Regions from separate parts of the Mus musculus genome. Here region 2 is linked to region 1. The links are chromatin contacts, called in public Hi-C maps. All regions are on one chromosome and are shown on one strand. The core of a region is the stretch at or near the end of the contact, and the rest is flanking DNA. Distances in the headings are between cores, read along the strand shown.

Region 1 (4,848 bases), core at 1,763-4,262:
CTGACCCAGAGATTCAAAGGCAAGCCAGAGGCCTGGTACTATGGTTGTGCTCTCTGCTGGTACCAGAGGAGCAGGGACTGAGGTGTGATGGAAGGAGACAGACATCTAAAGCCCTAGTTCTGTCAGGAGCCTTTTGGATTCCTTCCAGAAAATTCCACTAGATTTTTTTAATATGAGAAATATGCTTTATAGCAATTTTAACCTTTGGCATTGTAGTGAGTCATTATTTATTTTTGAGGCAGGCCTTTGAGTCCACAGGTAAGTGGAAAACACACCTCTCTGGACTTAAAAAAGGAACAGAAGCCCAACAACAGCAAGTAGACAAGAGGAAGAAACAGGGGCATTGTGTTTCAAGATGTCCCCAACCAACATAGCAGTATCTTGCACTGTGGCAGAGTAGCCATAGGGCCATTAGGGACCCATAAAGGGCTGGCCTTGTTTCAGCTTCTCCAGCCTTTCACCCACAAACACCCAGAGTTAGGGGTCACCTGGTGTCACCTTACAGGTATTGGACCCACTTGGAAGCAGATAGGGATGCTGTCTTGTCAAGCAAGCTGGCTTCAGTTTTGTCCTGCTTCACAGTGGGTACTGTGCTCCTTGCATTGAGGTGGGAGGAGCCTCCTGTGTGAGATGAGGACTGGATACCCTGATATCAAATAGGTACGCAGCCTTCAGATAATGTGGGGGTCTACTGTTACACACACTCCCGGGCTTGGGGTGAGTGATGGTTACAATTGGCAGGAAAGAGCCACTGCTCAAGCTGACTGTTGCCTTGCTGGCTTTAGTATCTGCTGTGACAGCAGGATCTATCCACCCTGCAGAGCTCTGTGAGGATGGATGGTCAGAACTGAGCCTTAGAATGTCATTCTTGTGGCTCCCCTTGACAGATGTCCTGGCCCAAACTTTCGGGGTATCAGCAATACCCTCATGGGGTAAGTCTGCCACTTGAGATTAGAATTAATGTCTCCTGGGCTTTGCGGCATTGAGAAATACCCAGCAAATCTCATGAAATATGAACTAGGAAAGGAGTTAAATATGCTCTAAGGGAAAAGCAGGAATCACCTTTCATTAATACTTTGAAAGAAATTAAAGACCCGGTCTATTAGCCTGGTGGAAGCTGTTGACGGTCGTGGGTGGATGTGAAGAAAAGTACAGATTCCCAGGGAAAGGCTGGGGGGCTGCCTAAGACAAAGGGATTCAAAGTGGGACCTGGACGCCATCCCACTCCACACCCCCTATGGAAGCATGCTCACCCGGCTTCCCTGGCTCTTGTTTACTCTGTGACACTGCGATCAGAATTTGTCACTCTGGGAGTTACATCTGATGTTACAGCCTGGAGCAGAGCTGAACCAAAATAAACAATCTGCTCTCTTCTGCTTAGACTAATAGGACAGTGATGTAAGGCCCTGCACTGAAGTGCTTCCCCTCCCAGCGCTGCGGCCCTCAGTGGAGCTACCGCGGGAGATGGGAAATGGGAAGTGGGGCTGGTTTCCAGTGCTGGGGAGGGTTGGGCAGGGCCGGTGGAAGTTTCACATTTGCCTTGGTCTGTACCCGGTGGAGTCACCAAGATGGGAGAGTGAGCTTTCAAGCTGCAGACGCCGAAGCCTTTTTCATTGAATTCTTCCTGAGCCTGGTGACCTCCGAGTCTGGATTCTGTGCACACGCAGACTAGCTGTGGGAGTTTTCATTATAACTCACAGAGAAGGTGGGCGGCTTGCAATGCCTGTAGGTTTAAGCTGCCCACAGAGGCATTTCCAGTTGTCTTAAACACTCCATACATGGCACACAGCGTGCGTGCGCACACACACACACACACACGCACGCACACACACACACACACACACACACACACACACACAGGGGTGAGGGCGGGCGCTGGGGAGGGAGAGATGCTTGCTAGCATTTGCCATTCTTGCTGGCTTTAGCCACTGAGACAACAGGCTCTAGACAGCGCTCCTACAATCGGCTTCAGGATGGATTTAGATCATCACTCTTCAAATTCTGTCGGGAGCACCAAGGGCTCTCTCCTGCCCTCCTCTTCCTGTCTCTCCACCTCTTCCTCCCATGACTCCCTCACCCCCTCTCTCTAACTCCCCACCATGTTCCAGGAATCTCATATTCACCTGTAGCACACACAGGCTCCTGATGCCAGTGATGTGAGTTCCCTAACCTGTTTTCAGCCCTGATGCAAGGGAGTTTCCATATATGATTGGGTTGAAACTGTCAGCCGAGTGGCCTGGATTGAGTCTGGCCTCGTACATGCAATCAGTGTACAGTTTTGTCATCTCATGCTCAGTGAAGTGTGAATGAGAACACAGTGAGCTTGCACGAACAAGAACGGAGGTAACATAGGTTCCCTTTGATAAACAGGTACTTTCAACCTTCAGCGTTTTCTCTGAGTTGTGAAGGATATGTGGTTTCAAGTCTCTGAGTGAGGGCTTTCTTCCCTCTGAAATAAACATTATGATCAGCTAAGATACCTGGGAGGAAAAAAATGTGGGAAGGAAGACTTCCCATCCACTTGTAAGCTCCTCTGGCCACTCCCTCCCCCGTCACATCCCTATGTCTGGGAGAGCTGTTCGGTTCCTAGCTTCTCAGGCTTTTCTGCTCCCAAGCTTCCATAGAGAGTGAAGCTATGTGAACCCCAGAGTTACTGATGCCACATCTGTGAATCGGGTGAGCCCATTCAACTGTGGATCTGGCTCGCCTTCCTCCAATGCAGTTCTCGCCCGCACCCCTGTGACAGTCAATGGCTCACACTATTAACTCATTCCTGCTCCCCCTCAGCCGTGCTTCTAGACAAATCGGGGCATGGGGGTAGGGGGTGGGTGTGGCACAGGGCAGCCAATTTGTTGGTGACATCCTAAGGGGAAAAAAAATGTGCTGTGGCCAGTCTTTTGTTCCAAGTGATGTCTCCTTCAAACATCCTCCAGCTTTCTGGATAGGCTGATGGAAAATTCCCTGGTCTGCAAGTCTGTGAGCTTTTCCATTCTTCAACTCAGAAAATGAATAAACAGGAAGAGAAGACAGAAAGAAAATACACCGTTCTGCCCCTAGGTGGGGCCACTGCCCACATGTGCCGCGTGTCGGTGCATTAAAATTCGCTTTTCTTGCAGTGAGGCCAAGTTCAGGTAGCAACGGAGAACTGATAATGTAAAATGAACTTTGAGCTGCTGTAAGAAAGTCTTCAGTCCCACGGACCTCACTCATAGGTCCTAGGACTCCTTGAATTCCCCTATTTGTCTTTTAAAACGTATGTCCTTATTCAAGCATAAACGGCTGGAAACACCCCAGCATCTGTTCTCGAAGGATGGGCTGTGGGCAATAAGAACCTAACAGCAGGGAGATAGTTTACAAAATATTTGGTCAAACAAAGGCGAATGTCAATCTGTCTGTCTGGGGGATAGGTGTGAGGATCCCAGAGCCACTAGCTGCAGCAATTTTGATTAAAGGAAGTATAGGAATAACTGCTCATACAGCTTTCAGCCTGTGAGTTCGACCTATAGTCTGTGGGGGCACATGAACCCCAGGATACCTATGAATGTAGCCTGGTACAGAATTACAAACTTCCTTAACACATTAGAGGGAGAGACTCTATTTTCTTACTGTCTTCGTGAATTGATTGTGTGGTTACAAGATGGAGGGTACATTTGATTGGGGTTGGGAGAAAGGAAGGCATGGCGGACAGGGTAGCTTGATGTTGGTGGCTGAGATGCCTCATCTCTGGAATGGGAAACAGAGAAAGTAGGATGTGCTACAGGCTTCTTCCTCTTTCCTTTCACTCTTTTTATTCACTCATGGGCTTTGCCCATAGAAAGGCTTTTCACTTCACTTTGCTATCACAGACACACCCAAGGTATGCTTCATTGATTCCCTGAGTGGTGTTTCTTAGTCCAACCGAGTGAACAAAGTCAACCTAACATACCAGGATATTAAGAAATTTGTTCAGGGCTGGAGAGATGGCTCAGGGATTAAGAGAACTTTCTGTTCTTGCAGAGGACCTGATTTCTGCTCCCAGCCTCACAGTTACCTAGAGCTGCAGCTCCTGGGGCATGTCACACCTCTGGCTTCCGTGGGTACCTGCACTGGTAGTCAGGTACAACCCTTTATGGAGACAAAAGGATAAACAGCAGTGTGGAGGGGTGAGAAATGGCAGGAAGCACAGGGAGGAATCTGTTCAATATACAATATATACTTTAAAGTCTGAAACCTTTAGACATGAAAGAAAGAAATTTCTCTGAAATGATCCCATAAACTCTTAACACATGATCAAATTCTAAAACCTCAGCTTTAGCCCTAAAAAAAAAAAAAAAAAAAAAAAAAGCCACAAAGGTGCCTGCTCACGGGAGGCCTTGGGACTGGATCTGTGCCCCTCATGGTCCAGAAAGACTTGGGTGACCACCCCAGAACACCTACATTTGACCTTGTCCTTCCAGCCCCTGGCACTATAGAATCCATTCTCATTATTCCTCCCTAGCAAGGCTGTCCTGGGCTGTCCTTATGTGAAATGTTCTCTAGACCCAGTCTAGATGGCAGCCCACAACTCAGAAATATCTCTAGTCATCTTTCTTCTTCACCCTGGTGCCATCAGAGCCCTGCAGAGCGGGGACCAGTGGCCTTGCTAATCTGCTGCAGGACAGTGACATGGCTGTTACACTGCTGTAGAACTGCAGTCCTAGAGCGAATGGCACAGTGGGTACTCTCTTCACGGACATGGTAAGAGTGAGCTGTGACAATGGAGGAGTGCAGGGGCGGCAACCAGAGTGACCAGGCAGCATGCCCTAAGTGCAACATCTCCAGAGCTTGAAGTGATACACTGGAGCTGTACCGGGCCTGGGGTGGGACAGT
Region 2 (4,488 bases), core at 916-3,415, 340 kb after region 1:
TGTATGCATAAATAGTATGTGTGCTTCTTCTAGCAGTAAACTATTATACTCAGCACATTTATTGGGTACCAATAAATACTTGAATTAAATATAGGTGTGTGTTTGTTTGCTGCACACAAGCCAAGAAGTAGGTTGACAGTAGCACATTTTAATAGAACTGGATGTGCAAGGGTGAATTTGTTACCAGGAAGCCATCTCCTGAGCTAGAAACATCTGCTGAAACAAGAAGCATGCCCTATTTGAAACAAATACTTATAACATCTTCCTACACAGCAGATGATGGCTCATTGATTTTAACACTCTTTAGGTTCCACAAAAGCCCTAGAGGATGGATGAAAGCCATGAAGAACTGCCAGCAGCCAGCTAGCCTTGAAGTTTGGTGAAATCTAGGGAATGAGCCAAGAAGAAGGCAGCTGGCTGATAACCAACCTCCCAATTTGGTCCAGCTATAGTTAGCAATTGTTATTATCACATTTTAAGACTGTTTAGTCTGAACAATATGTCCCTAGGATCAGTCTAGTGACTTTAACATTCATTAGATCATATTCTAACATAGATTATCTACATCTTAAAGATAACCAACATCACTATTGACAACAGGGGAGAGTCCCACAAATCTAACAAGAGCCTGGAGAGATCACATTCTGGCTTTTCAATTACATAGTGAAACACATCTACAGAAACCCTTCTGCTAATTCACTGCTCCTGTCTTGCACCAGGCAAACTATTTCACAGCGAATAAGGTTTCCTTGGCTCTTTGAGGCAATGCTTTATAAAAATTCTAGGCATGCACATCTGAAAAATAACTTTAAAAATCTCTTGTAGCTTTCTGGCTTTCTTCCCATCTCATAAAAAATATTTGAGACTATTCAGACACCTGTCTTTCCAGTGTGATGTAAATCGATAGGTTGACTATTTCTGCACTACAGTAATGCTTTCGATGATAGAGTAATTTTATACATTGTTTATCAGCTTTCTCAATTCATTCCTTAGGAATTGTCAGAGGTATAATAAATTCTCTGTCTCCATCTTACCCTTTCCCATGTTGGTCCTCTTTCCTGTCCTTCTCTTAAATGCCAGTTCAGTTACTTGAAAAGGAAATACTGTAGAGCTATATGAAAATATCCCCCAATAGAGAGGCTAACTCTTCCAGTGTGTTCCTCACTGACCACCAGTCCAAAATAAAGTGTTAATGCTGCTCATTGATTTTAAAGAACACATATTTTACACAGAGCAACCTATTTATTTTTCTTGGGTCTTAGAATATATTAACATTTGACTTAAAACAATTTAAGACTAATTCTGCCCTTAATTAGACAAACATACCCTTTACATGGGGAGGGGATACTGAAGGAGGAACATGGCAGTGCTTCTGTAGCTCCTCCAAGTATGTGGACGGAGAACTGAGTTAGATTTACATCGGAAACTACGCGAATAAGGAGATGCTCGCTACTCCTGCAATCCTGAAACAGACAGCTGTTTCTACGTCCAGGTCATTGATATCCCAGGGTAGATCATTTGGGAAAATAACAGTCATGGGCATAGTCTGGTTCCCAGGAACTTACCTTGTATGGCAATTCTGTATAACCAACTGATACTAAGCATCCCGAGGACTTTTCATTAGGAGATTAAGACATTAGCTGATTCTTCATAAATGATAGAACCTAATTTAATCATCTCTACTGCTGTTCCAAAATAGACAACAGAAACAGGAAAGGTGATGGTAAGCACTATGCTCTCTTGCAGAGATGATAGAAGGTGGGAAGGAGCTCCAATATGCCAACTTCCCAGTGCTCTATTCCTTCATTTCACTATATAGGACACAATGAGATGGGCATGGAGAGCATCACACAGTCACCAGGACCTACTTAGAGATGAATGTCTTCCTTGACTGCCATATGTCCCTTTATCGTCTGGGCAAGCTAACTTCATATTCCTGGTAAAGTGATTGCAGAAAAGCAGGGAGTGAGTGATCATTCCAGGCAGGATGTGAGTGGGCTGTGCACTTGGCTGGCATCTCAGCCTGTCCCCACGAGTGAACGTCCTTCCCTTCCCTGGCTTAGAGCAATCATCTGTCTGGAAGTGCCTTCCTGGGACTACGTCCTTGTCTAGCCATGGCTTCCACAGTGCCTGCTTCTTCCCAGCTCTGGCTTGGACTGCTCTCTTGGTGAGGGTGAAAGTGAGTGAGTCAGCAGAGAGAGAAGCTTACACTCCCAAGAAGGCTGAGCTCCCATCTTCCCTGATGAGTAGAGGCTGGCTGACTGCACAGCCACTGAGATGTCAGAACAAGGGACCCCTCTTTAGGATCTGTGGGTGAACTGCTTTTCCCACGAGGGAAAAGAGATCCACGAGTTCTCCACGAAGATGAGGTTAGGCTGCTCACAACCAACATTTCTAATGGTTCAATGGTTTTCTTTTCTCTCTGCTAAAACTGCACTGGGGTCTCCAGATCACAGAGCTTTGATTGGATTTGCCAGCAATCAGGGTCTGCCTTAAATCAATTTAAGAAACACAGCTCACCAATCCTAGTTGTGTACTCTTAGGATAAGGCCCTTCTCGGAGCCACTATCTGCACAAAACGGCACGCGTCTTTGGAGGACATTAGCCAATACGGATTGGAAAATATATAAGACAGCTCACTGGGACAGAGAAATCAATGTCAGAGCTTGTATTTGAAACCGGCACTTGAATAAAAAGAAAAAAGTCACAGTAAGTAATGAATAATTGAATGGAGAGAGGACTGTACACCAGTACAAAAGCATGGTTTCTTTCTTCCACAAAAATAGCAAGCCTCTCTCAGAAAATAATAATACAGCACTAAGACTATTTTCTGCCACAGAGAGAGCTGAAACAGCAAACTTTGCTGTATTTTAAAAATGCTATGCATATTATTTCACTATTAACTCCCTAAGGAAAGAGGCATCTGATGCATTGCTCAGTGTCCATGAACATGGTTACTAGCATTAGATTACATTTGCATGTAAACTTATTTTTAATAAAAGACTACATATATTCTTAGAATTGTTTTTTGTTGTATAATTTTTCCTGGAAAAAAAGGAAAAGAAATGTTTATGTCTACTCAGCCCAGATGGAGAGGGCACTGACAGATCCAAAACAGTATGCCTTAGGGAAAGCTAGGTGAGTAGAAGACAGTTATGTGACTTGTGTGTCCTATTTCCATTACCTGTTTATCTCTTGTATACTCTCAGAGGGAGCTGAGACCTTGTAAGGGTCTTTTGAAGCTTTCTAAGTCTCATTAGCCTAATTCTACTACCATCTACTAGGAATGTAAAGGTTTGATGTTGTGGAGGTCATTATAGCTACCTGCTTGAATGGCCTTAGTCATATGTAACCTTGAAGAAATCGTTATATGACTATGGGGTGGATAGTGGTGGTGCATGCTGGTAGGACTGATCGAAGGAGGCAGAAGAATGGAAGCAGGACCAGAGCAGAGTGCAGAGGTAAAGCAGAGAGAGCCATATGGTGGAGATGCAATGGCAGGAGAGTCAGGTTAAGTCTAGGTGGTTAGTTGATGGACTGTTGCAGTAATAGGCCAACAGCCTTGCATTATAAAGTCTTATAAAGTATTATTAAACCACAAGTTGGACCCCCCAAAGTCCCTAAAAGAGGTGACATTTCTAGTAAAATATTGGACAGACAATACACCAAAGTAAAATGTATCCATTAATTCAATGACAGGTCAGGGGTGTGAATGTATAGGATATTCATTGGCTCACTATTAAACAAACCCTGGATAAAAGCTAATAGCCTATATGGGTTTGATTTAACAATTTATACCAATGGAAAATCAGATATCACATGGTGAACCCAATCTTTATAAAAATGAGAAAGTGTTCTCTATTTCAAGTACAAAAATGGTCAATTTAAAGAATTGAATACAAGTTTTTTCCCTCAACATTTGACAGCTATTATAAGAAATATATGTGTTTATAATTCATTATATTATTTACTGATTAAATATTACGTGCCCTGATACCTGTATTATGGCGAGCCAAACTTTTCCGTGGCTGTGTTAAATCAAGTTAGCTACAAATGCAGACGTGCAACTTCTGGCATGATCTGTAGATCAAGAACTTCTGTAGATCTGTAGAACAAGAGACCACCAGGGAAGATAACTAGGCCTTTCGTAGGTCATCGGTGAGTGGCAGAGGATGTGGAGGTGAGCCATAGATGCCTAAGAGGTTACAAATAGCTGAGAAGGCTTTGGACTCGGATGGAGAGATGCTTGGTATCTGGGCTCATATTCAGTGTGGCTGGACCACTCAGTGAGGGAAGTGACTGGAATGGGCCCAGAAGCAAATGGTAGCCAAGTCTTGGCAGGCCTTATCAGCTAGGCTTGGGATTTCACATTTTGATCAGTTGAATTCACTGGAGAGATTTCAGGGATGAACTGAATGAGCTTATGCAAAGAGTTTTCCAGGAGAGGGACCATATTAAAATAAAGGACAGGAGCTCTGTGAACTACAG

Evidence for each region. Hi-C and Micro-C count contacts between places; a contact is called where the count stands out from the background.
Region 2: a contact with region 1 is called in a Hi-C map of cerebral cortex, with 3 times the contacts expected there. The contact joins two enhancer-like sites. A contact is called at or near these places in 5 of 484 Hi-C or Micro-C datasets (the N1E-115 cell line, cerebral cortex, cortical neurons and 2 more).

The regions. Positions count from the first base shown.
Region 1 is chr17:11,609,860-11,614,707 of GRCm38.p6, reverse strand. All of the region lies in intron 6 of Prkn (parkin RBR E3 ubiquitin protein ligase), which reads right to left. Among named protein-coding and RNA genes, the nearest start is that of Gm41525, 53 kb to the left of the region's middle. Within about 2 kb of position 3,012, at least 14 of the 459 cell types and tissues checked have an H3K27ac peak or open chromatin away from gene starts, as enhancers often do. A contact at or near this core is called in cerebral cortex, where this site is marked.
Region 2 is chr17:11,267,973-11,272,460 of GRCm38.p6, reverse strand. All of the region lies in intron 3 of Prkn (parkin RBR E3 ubiquitin protein ligase), which reads right to left. Among named protein-coding and RNA genes, the nearest start is that of Gm41526, 140 kb to the right of the region's middle. Within about 2 kb of position 2,165, at least 6 of the 459 cell types and tissues checked have an H3K27ac peak or open chromatin away from gene starts, as enhancers often do. A contact at or near this core is called in cerebral cortex, where this site is marked.